2 separate regions of the Anas platyrhynchos genome follow, and region 2 is linked to region 1. Evidence: chromatin contacts called from public Hi-C data. All regions are on one chromosome and are shown on one strand. The core of a region is the stretch at or near the end of the contact, and the rest is flanking DNA. Distances in the headings are between cores, read along the strand shown. Region 1 overlaps RASSF3 (Ras association domain family member 3). Region 2 has its middle 24 kb from the start of GNS.

Region 1 (4,448 bases), core at 214-2,713:
GGATTACAATCTTCCATCAGTAAAAAACAAACAAAAGCTCCTCAAACACTCATCTATCAATGCATCTAATATATTCACACATTTTACTAGTTAAATAATATGTCTGATAAATAATAGTCTATAAAATGCTATTTGTTGTAAGACCCTAAAACTGAAGCTAAAAATCAAAGGAATGTGATTGCAAATAAGTGATTTAACAAGGAGAGTTAAGCAGTGATCTCTCTGTAACTTTAAAGAATTGCAGCTTTGTCAATACTAGCCCATGAAAGTTCATTCTCTAATACACAACTCTTTATGATGAATGCTGACTTAATGAACAGTCATCTTGAGCAGATAAAGTCACGCTCAAAAACTAAAATGAGACAAGTTACTGACTGTACCAATATCATCCTGGATGAAACAGGATGTACTGGTTACAAGGAACAAGTTTTATATTACAGTATAAATCAAATGCAGGCATGACACTTTAAAATATGCTCAGTTTAATTGGTTTCTATGACAAGAAAAAAAAAAAAAGATACATCTATATTCTACACAGAAGATGCTTCTAATGTTTAATGGATATTTGAAAATAAAGGTATTCCTTCAAATTCATATCTGAGACTGTTCTTTGATTTACATCTTTCTTACTTTGGACCAAGAAATTGATCTTATTTCTTAGAAATAGAACCTTATTTCTTAGGGAAAAAAAAAATAAATATATATATATATATATATATATACATAATTTCTTTGGATCCTAAGCAGAGAATCATATTAACAGGAAATTATTAAGAGGTACTTTAAGTTTGGTTCCCATCCTGCCCTCTCACCAAGCCCAAACAGGCACCTCTGGAGGTTCTTGTGATTTTGACTCACAAGAAATGCTTGACACACATTTACATGAATTTTGCAAAGATCCCCATACCAGCAGCTGTCATTTCTTTGTGGCTGCAAATGTGTTTCACCCCACATCCTAGCATTGTGCAAACCCAAGCATTTACATAGGCACCAGATAGAACTGACTCTGTCAGGCCAGCCACCCCATCTGTAACCATCACAGCCCCATTGGGGTGAGGAAACCTGCCCTGGGAACAGGATAAACTCCTGCAACCGGCTCTATTTGCAGCTTCTCATGGCGACTGAGGTACAATTAGCAGCCTGCTCATGGCCCAGACCTGCTAGATCGTGTATTTGCATATATTTGGACCTCAGCAGAGGACGGGTGCTTTAACTGACAGAATGGTGCAGAACCCAGCCCAAATGCTCACCATCTTTTTGTCCATGAAGTGTGTTTTACCAAGCTGGGGTTTGGCTGCTGCACACACACACAAATGCTGTATTACTCACCAGCTTAAGATTCAGATTTAAGATTTCCAACACCAGTCCAGATAAACTGTGTGGGTATGGGCACCCCTTTAGGAGGGGGCAGGCAGGTGGGAAGCCAGGACTGACATGCCAGGGCAGCTCATCCAGGGAATGGCAGGAGACATTGCCATCTAGCTGCCCCTTTAGGAACTGGGATGGAGGAGTTTGCCTGGATGAAGCATCTTGGAGTGGCCACTGTTCGCCAGGTGAGTGTGCTGGCAGCAGTCACAGAGAAAGTCCCTGACCATTGAGAGAGGATTGCACATTCCTCATACATGTAAAAAGTGTGCGTGCGGTAGGGTTAATACCTATCTTGAGCTACTAAATTCTACAGTGGCTCTTTGATGCTCAAATGTCTTTGAGCACCTGGCTGTGAGCGATGTAGGAATATAAATCCCATTGATTTACTCTAGAGCTATCAAAGAATTAAGTCAATTTAATCTGCATGCAAAAAACATTCCTATTTTTATCAACGTGGCAAGCTCAGTCTCATGTTCTCTCCCTCCTTCTAGTGCGTGCCAGCAGGCTCCAGCTGGGACTTGTCACTGCAGACTCTTTCACAAAGGTGGGATCCCATATTATCAGCCTATAAAAAGGCTTGTGCTCCTGGGGACTCCTGTGCCTGCTTTGGGTTGATAATGGTCTTTGTGCACTCCTGCAGCAACAGAACATCCCATGCTTGCCAGACCACCCAGAAAAATAAATAAAAAAATAATAAAATAAAATAAAATAAAATAAAATAAAATAAAATAAAATAAAATAAAATAAAATAAAATAAAATAAAAAAAGTTTGTAAACAAGACTGAATTATGTTCACTTCCTTCAATCAAGGTAAGGGTCAAAACAGAAATTTGCAATAGCTTTTTGCAACAAGCTCCTTGGGCAGATAACACTCCTTCTGCTGTGAGCTTTGAGGACCAAGCATGAAACAAGGAAATTGAGAATGGGGCATTTCAACCCCATAACTTGATCCTCCCCATGTACCTGGCTGGCTTGTTTTCTGAGGCCCCCTTCTAGGGACTGTGTTATACTGCCAAAAAACACCTTAACATTCAGTAGCTTTTTTCAACTCCCTGTTGCATGGTGATGCCTATTGTTTTCCAAAGCTCTGCACACGAAAACTGTGAGACGTGGTGAAGCCTCAACCCGTTAATTAATGGAAAGACTTCATTATTGGCTTCACAGCCAATTTTATCCATGCTTTGCAGCAGATGAGAAGGGAATGTGATGAGCTCCTACTGACACTAACAGATCCCAGAGATAACCACTTGCTGGCAGACAGGACTGACATTTCTGACTGCCAAAGCAGCTAGGGGTGGGGAGGCCAAATTCTTCCACACAGTAACTTCAAACAAGGGATCATGGACAAAACTCAGCAGGCATCTCGATATATCACCTTGTCTAGCCTTTCCTGATGGACTTCAGAGAGTGCTTTTGATGCATGCCGCAGCAGAAGGTGCACCTATCGTGCACAGGTTTGTGAGGTAAAATGGCAGTGAAGATGCCATGGCCCTGAAGAGCCAGAACTTGCGTATGAAGCTCATAAAACCCAGCAGCCCAAAGCCCTTGCTGAAGTTCCCTGCTGAATACAGGGGCTGGCGAGGCACACCAGCCCCGAGCAGCTGGGTTTCCTCCTGTGGCTCTCTCAGAGCACACGCTGAAAATCGCAGTAATTTACCTTCAGTGAGCACCTGGCCCAGGAACACGTGGCTGCATGCATCTCTGAGCTGAAAAAGTGATGGAAAATAGTTGAAGAATTACTGTTTAAAAAGGCAAAAAAAGGGTTCAAAGTATTCATGCAGTTCCACTATGTGTCATGCTGGTGTTTGGTGATTTCCACTTGCTGCGATTGCTAGTCTCTTCCTAACATTAAAGATCTAAGATAATGGGGAGAAAAAAACCTTCCACAACAATAAATAAATAAATAAATAAATAAATAAATAAATAAATAAATACACACTCTCATCTCTCTATTCTCTATGCAAGATTCAACAAAAATGTAACTGTTTTTGAAACCATTTACTCTAGTGCCCTCTATTGATGAACACCAAAACCAACTGGCATAAAATTAACTTTCAAATTAGCATACTCTTTTGGTTTTCCTTTTCTTTGGAAGAAACTTGACCAAAAAACAAGAACTGGAATGAAAAGCATGGCTTACGTCTAGCTACCTGTGCTGCCAAGGGGCTGCAAGCCCACAACCAGATCAGAGGTATTTAACTCACTCTTCTTTGTATAACTGGCACAGAGAGAAATAGGGGAAAAGTTGAATCAAGCCCATCAGACTAAGTGAAGCTTAGTGCAAAAAATGTTTGTGCTTGTTCAGCAAAACGAGTGTTTTGCAGTGGTCACCTCCAACACTGAGCACAGCTCTGCTCTGGGTGTGTTCTGCATGCTGCCTCCCAGCGCAGTCTGTGTTGATATATCAGGCTGTAATGTTACGTTATCTCTTTAAAAGAGGAAGTTCCACACTAATAATTTATTACTGTTACTCCACATAAATGGCCAATCCACAGCTTTTATTTCAGATGTTATGAGTCACTATTCTGAGCCTGATAATGGACCTTGAAGCATGTATCTCAGGGAGGCGTGGAGTTTAATGCATGCAGTTGGTCATCCTTTTTTCTTCCTGTTGTCTTCAACAAGCTCCCATGGAAGGAAGGAAGGAAGGAAGGAAGGAAGAAAGGAAGGAAGGAAGGAAGGAAGGAAGGAAGGAAGGAAGGAAGGAAGGAAGGAAGGAAGGAAGGAAGGAAGGAAGGAAGGAAGAGAGAAAGAGAGAAAGAGAGAGAGAGAGAGAGAGAGAGAGAGAGAGAGAAAGGAAGAAAGGAAGAAAGGAAGAAAGGAAGAAAGGAAGAAAGGAAGAAAGGAAGAAAGGAAGAAAGGAAGGAAGGAAGGAAGGAAGGAAGGAAGGAAGGAAGGAAGGAAGGAAGGAAGGAAGAAAGAAAGAAAGAAAGAAAGAAAGAAAGAAAGAAAGAAAGAAAGAAAGAAAGAAAGAAAGAAAGAAAGAAAGAAAGAAAGAAAGAAAGAAAGAAAGAAAGAAAGAAAGAAAGAAAGAAAGAAAGAAAGAAAGACATCTTCCAAGTGCTATTGTTAGACATTGG
Region 2 (5,050 bases), core at 1,565-4,064, 88 kb before region 1:
TTCTGTGCAACTGCTTTAAAAGTATGCACATAACAATTTTCTAGACTAAACGGCAGGTATGTTGAACCTATTTAAGTCTGAAGATTTCCCAAGCTTCTAAAGAAGTATTTCTGCACTTACCTTAATTTCTGCTTCAGTGACGTAGCAGTGTTTCATTAATGTTAGCTGAAAACAGCTACTTGAAGGACTTTTTTTGATTCAGGTTATGAAAACTAGAAAGTTTACTGTAGCACTACAAGAAAATGCATCTCTATTACCTAGGTGCATCTTCCCACTGTGCTTAAAGATGTAACTGATAGCCCAAGTGACTTTCCACATGGGTCATGGAAGCTTTCCACACTGCCTCCTTTTGTCATTGCTTTCTAAGAGCAAGTCGTGTATGAAGAAAAATGAAGAATGATAAAGGATTCACATTCAAGGAAAAAAAGGATGGTAATGCTAATACACAGTTTTTAGATGTTATTCTCTTCAGATTAAGCTGTCATTTAATCATATGATGATATCCACTGGACTGTCTAAAGTTGTCGGTCCTGTAATAGCTCGTTAATCTTAAAATAGAGTTGGTGCCAGGTTGCTCAAGGTGTGGATGGTACTTGAACCTAGTCGAGCTGCCAAAAGAAACTCTTTTTCTTAGAAACAAAACAAACACACACCAAAAACAAGAGGACTAAGAGGTACTTGATGGAATACAACTGCATCACCAACCTCAGTTTTTCCTGTACAAGTTCTGGGGAATAGGTAGCAGGGCTCCTAGAAAAAAAAAAAAAAAAAGTAACATGTTTAGTCACAACAGGGTGTGTGACTCTTGCTTGGCAAGAAGGACTTTGCAGATTTAGATTCCTATAGCAAACTCCCCTTATTTTGTGTAAAGGGTCCTTCACCTGCGTTGAAAATATGTCTCTATAAACAAAGGGATGAGTGCTTGTGAATGTGGGCTATTTTTGTTAGTGCTGATTTTTCTGCTTTAGAAATGAGTTCTCAGTGTTACTGCAAAACTGCTGTTATGTTTCAATATATAAAAAATTAACCAATCCTCAAGTATTCCACAAAAACTGAAGTTAGTTTGTGTTGGGATACTGGCATGCTGAACAATAAAGTTCAAGCAATGTCTCTTGCATTTCAAAATGAAAAAAATAGCAAGTTCTTTCATACTTTTCATGCTTTAAAAAAAATGTGACTTCAGGTGACACATAGTTAATGCTATACAGCATCAAAATTACTTCTGAAATAAGTAAATAGGTATAAAAATCTTTGGCAGTAGACAGAACTGTTCATCCCTACCTAGACTTAACTAAAAGTATTTTAGTCTGAGTTTCCAGCAGGAGCCCTGTTAACTGCACACCTTCCATTTACATTTTAGGAAAGAAAATAGAGAAATACAAATAAGACACATCTTCAAATTGATTACAAATGTATAGTATAAACTAACATAGTACTTTGTATCCAGGAGGAGAATAAAGTTTAACATGCTGTATGATTCCACATATGCTGTTTTCTGCTATTAATATGTAGTCTTCACAGGAAACAGTGCAATCCCATTTGTGATGTACAAGCCACCGAGCACCGTTCTTGCTGTTCCTGTTAGAGGATCGCTAGTAGCCCAAGACGAGATGGTTTCTTTCTATTACCTCCATTGTATATTTTCTGAAAGAAGAGGTTATCAAAAACACCAGGTTTCAATTAGAACAGGAACTATTCGGAAGTTGTGTTCACCTAAATCAGTTAAAAGCAGACTCAGAGATGGCATCCTTGTAAAAACAGTAAACTCAGGGCACCTGGAGGAGTACATAGCATACAGCAGTGAGCTACAGCACCCTCACAGACAGAGGAACACGGGGGCTCCAGGCCCTCAGCTCCACACCCATCGTTCTGCAGCTCCTGCTCCAGCAGGGCGCTGAGGCCTGTGAACAAGTACAGCCTCTTCAAATCAAACTGGGAAGCACTCACGAGTGTTTGGTTAAGCAAGAAACCAGCTGATGTTTTACTTTTGATCAGGCAGCTTTGAATTACGTAAACACAAGCCTCGTGAGGAAGAAATGGCTTTTGTGTACCAGCACCCGCCTGTCAGGCTGAGAGACAAAATGGCGGATGAGGTGGCCATGAGGCACTCCCAAACATACATGTAAGTCTGAGTGCTTTAAGAAGCAGCAAGATATCCATACGTGGTTTCAGCTAGTCCTTTCCCCCCCCACCCCCCCCCTTTTGTAACCTGGATGTTGAGTCCCATCCCTTATTAAATTTATTTCCCTTCACGTGACTTTTCTTGCTTAATTTTATCCAGAACTCTCTGTAAGTAAAGAAGACTCAGTGTGCACTTTATGCCTGGGACTTCACTGAATTTCAGCTTTACAGCCAGTCCGTTCCAGATAAACTCTTATTCAAAGGGCATGACTAAACAGCAAAGATGCCTTCAGGCACACCGGCAGTTTGCTGCCATGCTCTTACTGCAGCACAAGAGCACGCTGGTAGGACGATACCACACAGAGAGCACCACGTTGTAAGGATCCAGACACAACAGTTTCTTTGGGCAGTCACACCCTGAGCTCACTTCAGCCCAAGGCCGCAGGGTCTCGCCAGGCCGTGTTAAGGTACTCGTCTGCCCTGCGACATGGCACGTGGTGCTGCCGGCACAAAAATGGACAGGATAATATATCTATTATGTATAAATATAATCATGCAAACCAAAGCCAAGCTCAATCTATTTCCTGTTGACTGTTGCATCACTTTTTTTCCTTGATAACAGGAGTGTTTTGTCTCCTGTCCCTGGACTGACTTTGTACAGGCCAAATTAAGGATCCACCACAATCATGTTACCATCCCAATCCATTCAGGCTCCATGGGGCCAGCCACATGTTGGTTCATGGTCTGGAGGTCCTGACACACACGTAGGAAGACGTGTAAAACCAGGAGATTGAGCAATCACAGATCCTGAAATGCAAAGGCTGAAAAGCACTATAAACTATTCACCTTGAATAAATCAGATCCTGAAAAGCATCCCTAAATAGTCTCTTAAAGTGACTTGCAATGGAAGTGACACTATAGTGTCTGTGCAGTCATGTCTGTTCCTTCAGTTCCATAGGAAACAATTTGCTTCCAACCTTCAGCAATATTCAGCACTACTCCATTTCCAAACAACTTTAAAGGTGGCTGAGGACCTGGTAGGATTACTGACTCAGTAAAACAATAAGGATTACCTGCTGCTTCATTTATATCCCCAAGAAATAGATTGGAGAAAACTGCTTTTAGGAAAGATTTAGCCAACTGCTTTGCCTCAGCTGCGGGACCCAGTTCCCCAGATCCTATGAGAGCAGTCCTCAGCTAGAAATACAGAAGCCAGGCACATGGTGCTTACTGTTTTTGTAGTGAATGATTTTTCATTTTTTTTTTCCCCTGAGAGCAATGAAGTTAGTGAAACTTGACACCCTGCACTTTTCTGACCCAATGCCCTCTGCCCCACGTCACGTATTTTCCCCCATCGTGGCCCTTTGTTGAGCAGGGGACAGCAGCACATCAGTAACACAAGCTGACCGACCGTCTGGCAGCTGCCAGAAGTTAACAGCTGAGCCCTGGTCTCATTCTGAATGGATCAATCTTTTTGGTCTCATTTTGGGCCTTTTAACTTCCACACAGCCAATCATTTTCAAAAGATTAAAAAAATAAATAAAAATGAGAAATCTTTGAGAATTCTTTAAATTTTTGAAAGGGACTGAGGCAAATAAAACATACGTCTTACTTTTTATATATTTTTATATTTGAACAAAGCAGAAAGAGCAATAACAAATTGGAGATTAGCACAAATGCGAGTTGCTCACATGTTTGTTTTAAATAAACACGGTACATGTAAAACTTATCTTCAGACTTTTCTGCGTTAGCAGTGACCTAAGGCATCAAGGACAGAACTGCACATCCACAGAGATGTTCTTCTGCTATCGATTAAATTCAGTGAAAACATTAGCAAAGCTCCCACAATCACTGTTTTTCTCCTTGGATCCTGCAACATTATCAGCTGGCCAGAATAGGCAGGAGATAAAAGAAAATCATCATAACAACTGATTTGAGACAAGAAAATAACCCTTCTCCTAGGACATTAAAATCTTAAGGAAAATAAACAAACAAACAAATAAATAAATAAAATAAATTGTGATGTTTTTCTTTTTTTTCTTTTTTTTTTTTTTTTTGTTTCTTTTTCCCCTTTTAACTACCATAAAAATACCAAAACATGTGAGTTTGCACTAAAGGACTGGGCACTCTTTCGACTGCTTAGCAGCTGCTTTGTCCTCTGCTTGTAATGTCTATAAATTAACAAGGCAAAAACATTGCAGAAAGTCTGCAGATCTTACGATGTTGTATTGTAACTCCAAAAACTTCTGTTTGATACCCGACTACTGTGGAGTATCAAAGGAGAAACACCAGCAGGGATGAGGCCACTCCTTCCAAAAACAGCGCAGGTGCATCCTGCTCCTTTCTGGTGAGCCCGGGCTGTGAAATAGCAGTGGGAACATTCCTCTGATTTCTCCTTAATTCACACAGGCTGAACTGAGGTAGACATTATTTTCTTTAAATGTGACCTGCTTTTTCAGCCAAGCCTTGTTCATGTTTAAAAATGTGCATTGTTACTTGGCAGCAGGCATTAAAAGATACTCCATAAGAGTTATGCTACCTTCCTGTCCCAACATTAGTAAAAAACACCAGCTCTAACTTTGTCCAATGAGCACGTATACCAAAGGATATAAACAGATGCAAAAATGTCTGGCATCTGCTCGCTCACAGATACAGAAAAATGTTATGAGCAGAGAGGAGAGATTCTCAAGGTATCGGCTGTCAGAGCTAGATTAAAAGAATTGAAGAATTGTCTAGGATTACTGGCATACAGAAAGCACCTGTTTATCCCAATGGAGAGAGCCACTGTTCAATACAATAATTTTGCCTGGGGAAAAAAAAAAAAAAAAAAAAGCCTGAACTTCTCTGTCATCAAATCTACTGGTGCACTAATGCCTCCCTGGGCATGTTGGAAACAGCTGATATCTCTGATCACATACCAGATTCTGTA

The links. Hi-C and Micro-C count contacts between places; a contact is called where the count stands out from the background.
Region 2: a Hi-C map of liver shows a contact between it and region 1, with 4 times the contacts expected there. The contact joins two enhancer-like sites. A contact is called at or near these places in 3 of 8 Hi-C or Micro-C datasets (liver, skeletal muscle and subcutaneous adipose tissue).

The regions. Positions count from the first base shown.
Region 1 is chr1:35,784,471-35,788,918 of IASCAAS_PekinDuck_T2T, reverse strand. The region is part of intron 1 of RASSF3 (Ras association domain family member 3); the gene reads right to left. Among named protein-coding and RNA genes, the nearest start is that of RASSF3, 10 kb to the right of the region's middle. Within about 2 kb of position 1,463, at least 1 of the 8 cell types and tissues checked has an H3K27ac peak or open chromatin away from gene starts, as enhancers often do.
Region 2 is chr1:35,873,210-35,878,259 of IASCAAS_PekinDuck_T2T, reverse strand. No RefSeq gene overlaps it. Among named protein-coding and RNA genes, the nearest start is that of GNS, 24 kb to the left of the region's middle. Within about 2 kb of position 2,814, at least 4 of the 8 cell types and tissues checked have an H3K27ac peak or open chromatin away from gene starts, as enhancers often do.